Regions from separate parts of the Xenopus tropicalis genome. Here region 2 is linked to region 1. Evidence: chromatin contacts called from public Hi-C data. All regions are on one chromosome and are shown on one strand. The core of a region is the stretch at or near the end of the contact, and the rest is flanking DNA. Distances in the headings are between cores, read along the strand shown. Region 1 has its middle 19 kb from the start of rhebl1. Region 2 holds the start of lmbr1l (protein LMBR1L).

Evidence for each region. A called contact is a pair of places that touch in the nucleus more often than the background predicts.
Region 2: a Hi-C map of tailbud embryo shows a contact between it and region 1, with 4 times the contacts expected there. The contact joins the promoter of lmbr1l here to the enhancer-like site in region 1. A contact is called at or near these places in 2 of 5 Hi-C or Micro-C datasets (gastrula embryo and tailbud embryo).

What each region holds. Positions count from the first base shown.
Region 1 is chr2:136,468,329-136,471,415 of UCB_Xtro_10.0, reverse strand. No RefSeq gene overlaps it. Among named protein-coding and RNA genes, the nearest start is that of rhebl1, 19 kb to the right of the region's middle. Within about 2 kb of position 1,600, at least 5 of the 11 cell types and tissues checked have an H3K27ac peak or open chromatin away from gene starts, as enhancers often do. A contact at or near this core is called in gastrula embryo, where this site is marked.
Region 2 is chr2:136,551,912-136,554,998 of UCB_Xtro_10.0, reverse strand. It overlaps lmbr1l (protein LMBR1L), which reads left to right and starts at 1,561. Exons shown (of 17, transcript XM_002935107.4): 1 at 1,561-1,819. The coding sequence starts at 1,754.

The DNA.
Region 1 (3,087 bases), core at 351-2,850:
ATTTGTGTATCAGTTTTAAGTCCAGGTGTTTTTTTTTTTTTGTTTTTTTTTAAAAGTTCACACACAAGTTAGGGGGTAGTTGGGGGCAGGGCAGGGGATCCCTATATTCCTCCTTGTGCTGGGCACTTGTGAATACATCACTCCCTTGTGGGCATTTTCCTCTTTGTATAACTATTTTTTTCATATACACAACTATAATGTAATTTCCCTTTTGGAGCATTGATTACCGCTCTCTGCTCGTTTTTTGCAAGTGAGCTTTAACAGTCAGAGTTATTAAATCAGAGCTTCCTCTTTGATACAAAACACATTTAGTTTTTGCCTTTCCTGACAATTAAGTATTTGCTCATTTAGTGAGTGTCTACTCCCTTCTGCTAAAATCAGTGGCATGGAGATATTGCTGTACTTTCCCCCCAGAAACTCATTGTCCCTCAGTTTCCACTGTTATCAAATGATAGCACTGTAGGATACCATTGTATTGTCATAGGAAATCTTTACTTTTCTTTTATATACCATTATTGCAAAAGCAACAATAAAAATGGAAAGTGCATCTGTAAAGCAGTTTCTTCATCTTATTTTGCAATCATAGGGATATCCAACCCCTGCCACATACATAATTTCATCAGGTCATGTTGCATATACATAAGTATGTTTCACCTTGGCCTAATATTATGGATAAGCATGTCTACACTTAAAAATCCACTGGCTGCTTGTATTTTCTGAGTGTTTATAGAATTATAATATCAAGGAAAGTTCCTGCATTAGAGGAGATTAATTATCATACACAATTGGCTATGCTTGTGACAGATACTGATAACTGCTTTAACTCATAAGAAAGCTGACAAAAAAAAAATTCCAGCCTCAGTACAATATGTTAGCCCACCTCAGTTCTTCTAACACCTTAAAAACAAAAATGTTAAACTTCTGACCGTAGTCCCCTCTGGATCTTTCTACCTACCGCTTCAACATTACCATTTTAGCCTTTTCATAAGTGCCACAGAAGGCTCCAGCCACTGGCATTTATTCCCATGAAACAACACAAGCATGCTTGGAGCTAGCGAGGCAAGATACAACTAAACCTAATGGTAAACCAGAAATCTACAACTTCCAACCCAAGTATTTTGTAGAAATATTTTGAAACTTAGAAATTTTTGTAGAAATTCTCTAAATTTTCAGCTTTTTTGTTATCTGTGTGTATCTACATGCCGTAGTATCTGTACTTTGCTACCTTTCATGCTGAAGGAAATGTAATTTCTCACGGTATCTATTATTTTTTTTATATAAATACAATAAATATTATACAACACGGTACGACACGACACCTTAGGATTGGTTCCTTCAACCAGTTAGGTAACATTCTGCCCATGTGTTTTTTTTCCTCTAAAGTGCTCTTCCTTTTCCTTCGAATTCTTGGAATTACATGATAAATGCTCCAAGTTCCTTCTGCCACCCTACCCCCAACCTCTTCATTTAGTAACTGCCCTAAACATTCCTTGGTCAGTCTAAAAGGGTATAATGTTAATCCATCCTAAATTCGGACAACCCCTCCCCACCTCCCTCAGGCACACACACCCGGGGATACCACTCAAGACAAAGACAGGAGACTATGAGGTCAGGCCACCCTCCCCCTCCGGTAGGAAGTCAGTTACTGGGTGGCTTGTAGAAAGACATTTGTTTACCAACAGAGAGACTGGTGTGTTTGTGTCTATATTGGTGTCTGGGTAAAAAAGAACTACTTATGGCTATAAAGTGTGCTACGTGCACTCTGCTACCAACTTTAGTGTCACGTACTACTTTGAAATCGGACACCTCTTAAACCATCTAATTAGATTATTACTATTTGGCCATTTCTTAACACTAATTCTAATTATTCTAATTATTTTTTTTTCATTATTTCTTTTTCACCTTGTACTTTATCCTAAGATATAATTAATCCTTATTGAAGGTAAAACAATCCTATTAAATGATTTTTTTAAGTACACTTAAGGTATGGAAATCCAAATTAAAAAAGACCCCTTATATAGAAAAGCCCAGGTCCAGAGCATTCTGAATAACAGGTCACATACCTATATACACACACACACACACACACACTTAAAAATAAAGCACTAATACTGGAACGGTTTCTGTTAATTATGATTTGTTCGTGAATTTCCTTCTCATATCATTTGGCTAGTGTTAAGGTGGCCAGTCCTTCAGACTGATTTGGCAGCCTCTGTGTATGGGGTTCTTCCATGGGCCTACTCAAACGACATCTGGCCAAAAAAACAGCCATGCCCTCAGATCGAGGACTGCATTGGCTCATTGATGCGGTCCTCATTCTGATGGCCCACAGTGCCATAGTTGTAATTCTAGCATTTGGCCCTAGGGCAAAATGATCACATTAGCCCGATATCGCCCACCTTACAGTGTATGGCCAGCTTTATAACGGATGTGCAACCATCAACCCCAACCAGCTATTCAGCTACTGAGAGAATACAACTCCCAGAGTATCCTGACAGCTGCACTAGCTACACTACTATAGTAAAGGTGAAATGTTTTAGGCCCCACTTGCTACTTGATCTCGTAGATTGCACAGGACAAAGTCTGTATAATACAGACACCTTAATTGGGGCAGTGGGGGTTCCCATATGCTTTATTTTTGTGTCTTGTTGGCTGGTTTGGCTGTGTGATATGCTTACAACAAAGTCCGAAAACACATTCTGACCGCTGGTAACAAGTGACCTTTCTTGAGGTTATGCGAGTTTGCCAGCACTTGTCCTTAGGCTTGTTAGTTCTGTGTTTATGAAGCTTTTTAATCACAGTAACTATATTGGCTTTAGGCAATATAGCAAATTTCTGCGGGTATCTGTGTTTATGTGATTAAAGTGTCAATACTGGTGCTGAAAAAAAAAAACCCATAACTTTTTCCCCTCAAAATAGAAAATAGGTTATAGAACTCTTCCAACCAATTTAAATGAGGGGATCTGTCATTTTCAGTAGATGCCTTGTTTAGAAACCAAAAGCAGGAAAACAGCTTAATAGTTTGTCATCTGCAGTCCCACTTCTTACCTGGATGGCAAATTCAATTCTTTCCACGGGCAGAAACAT
Region 2 (3,087 bases), core at 312-2,811, 84 kb before region 1:
AACAGTAAGTTAAATCCCTGATCGTTATTGACATCACATCCTATGTTATTGCTTTGCCTGGCAAGCAAGTGTATAAGTTCTGGCATGAAAAGGCTGTAACTGCCAAAAACTTATCTAATAGGTTTTTTTGCAGTTCTTTGACTGGCCTAGCCAGCAAATCACCAGCTATTTGTTTCTAAGAGCAGCAAACCTACTTATAAATCACCCCCTTCCCTGATTCTCTCTGCTGCTGATCACCCCTTACAACAGGGGTCTCAAACTCGCGGCCCGCGGGCCATTTGCGGCCCTCGGTTCAGTATTTTGTGGCCCGCACCAATGCCTTCTCAAAAGCAATGAATGGATCGCGATTTTTATTGCGATTCAAGGGATAATGCAAGGCACGGCGGGCGGGAGCTGCTGATTGCGGAAATGACGTTATGCCATCATAACAGTTATTATGGGAAGACGTTCTGTGTGCACAATTAGCTGCTAAGGAGCTAATTGTGCACACAGAACGTCTTCCCATAATAACTGTTATGATGGCATAACGTCATTTCCGCAATCAGCAGCTCCCTCCCGCCGTGCCTTGCATTATCCCTTGAAAGCCAGTTTTTTGTGAAATCCCTTATGCGGCCCAGCCTCATCCTGACTTTGCCTCCTGCGGTAAATTGAGTTTGAGCCCCCTGCCTTACAAGAAGGCCCACCTCTGCCCCACCCATTTCCCATCACCCCACCCCCATGTGACATCTCTGCTCCCCCTGTAGCCCTGTAGCCCAGTACTGTCGGTGAAAAAAATCAGCAACCATACCTGGCATTCACAATTAGCATGTTTTATCTTGGTACCTAATAACCTTTGGGAGATAGGATTCTGTAAACTGGAAGCTTTGTGGTGATTTTTCAAAAATATTAAAAATTGTTATTAAAACCAATAACTTTAGAAAATAATTGCAGTCTGGTAGTTTGGAGTAGAAAGATGTATTCACCCATTTTCAATTTTTCATAATCTGTTCTTTCCAGAAATGGATGGTTTTCAAGGATAAAATTACTGTTAGTGGTATTTTTGATCTTGAAATTGAAAGCATACAGATTTCTTGAGTGATGCTTTAGAAATCTGACAGCGCACTGCTGGGAGATTGGGCCCTATACACATCAGAATTTACCATAAAACTATACATATGTGGTATTTGGGTGTTGGGAGACATGGAACTTCCCAAATCTGTTGCATTAAAAAATTAAGTTTCTAATATAGGTATATATATGATTCGTTTTCTTTGTTAGACATTTAGAAGCCTTAATTGATACAGAACTAGAATTACACAACAGTTTCAGCATATTTTGAAAGCTTAGGTTAACCTGCAAAAAAAGATATATAGTTTTCATAGGTAAACCAAATTTCCCTCAGGAAGTGCCCCTAAAGTGACTGAGCACAAAACGTTCCAAAGCTGTCTGTCAATATAGGTACCAGAATCTCCAAACCGGCTGGCAGAGAAAGGGTTAAACCAACTCTCAGCCAGCCAACCGTTGCACCCTGCGTCATTCCTGGTCTCGGCCAATCAACTGCGGGCTCCAAAGGGAGCTGGGCCAATGACGCGCATGCTGCTGTTTGATTTGTGATTGGGAGAGTGTAAGTGGGGAGGAGCGTCGGAGGCGTTCGGGATACAGAGTAACCTGAAGCTGCCCTGGTTGTCTGGTCGCTGCAGCTCCGGGATTGCGCGCAAGTAACGATTCTCCTGGTCGGTGTGGAACGAGCACGGAGGCGCCATGATACCAGAAGATGGAAGTGAACCAGGATGTGTCAGTTAGAGAGCAGATTTTTCACGATTGGGTCCGGGAATGCATCGTAAGTGCTGAGCTAGTTTGGTTCTGGGGGAGGGGTGGGGAATGGGAGTATTAACACTTACACTGCCAGTATAGCCCTTAGCACTGGGTTGCGAGTGAATTAAACCCATTGGGGCAGTATCGGCTGGTAGAAGTTTGCTAGAGTGCAACTGGTGCCTAGGGGACAGCACTGACTGAAACTGCACGTCGGCTCTTTCCCTTCCCGGCGCCAGTAGTACAGCACAGCCAGTGTTTCCCCTGTACTACAGCTCCCAGTGTCCTCCCAGCTTCTGCCGAGCAGCCATGGCTTGTACTGTAATGAGCGGAATTAGCGTATGAGAGTGTTAAGGATTTGCCTAGTGTTCTACCCCCCCGTCTGTCATATCAATGGCCACCTGGCTCTTCCTGCGGTCCTTTCATTTGCTGATTTATATGATGGATTATATTTTCATAACCTGTAATTCATGGTCATTGTGCTGATTGTCTCAAAACAGCCAACCCCCCTCCATTGCAGAGCCTCATTTAGCTATGTATGGAAGCTAATACTGTGCCCCATAGCTATTACTGTCCCACCTACATATAGGAGCTAATACTAGCACCCGTAGCTATTACTGTCCCACCTACATATAGGAGCTAATACTAGCACCCGTAGCTATTACTGTCCCACCTACATATAGGAGCTAATACTAGCACCCCCCCAGTAAGCCCTATTACTGTCCCACCTACATATAGGAGCTAATACAGCACCCGTAGCTATTACTGTCCCACCTACATATAGGAGCAATACTAGCACCCGTAGCTATTACTGTCCCACCTACATATAGGAGCTAATACTAGCACCCGTAGCTATTACTGTCCCACCTACATATAGGAGCTAATACTAGCACCCGTAGCTATTACTGTCCCACCTACATATAGGAGCTAATACTAGCACCCGTAGCTATTACTGTCCCACCTACATATAGGAGCTAATACTAGCACCCGTAGCTATTACTGTCCCACCTACATATAGGAGCTAATACTAGCACCCGTAGCTATTACTGTCCCACCTACATATAGGAGCTAATACTAGCACCGTAGCTATTACTGTCCCACCTACATATAGGAGCTAATACTAGCACCCGTAGCTATTACTGTCCCACCTACATATAGGAGCTAATACTAGCACCCGTAGCTATTACTGTCCCACCTACATATAGGAGCTAATACTAGCACCCTTAGCTATTACTGTCTCACCTACATATAGGAGCTAATACTAGCACCCATAGCTATTACTGTCCCGCCTGCCTA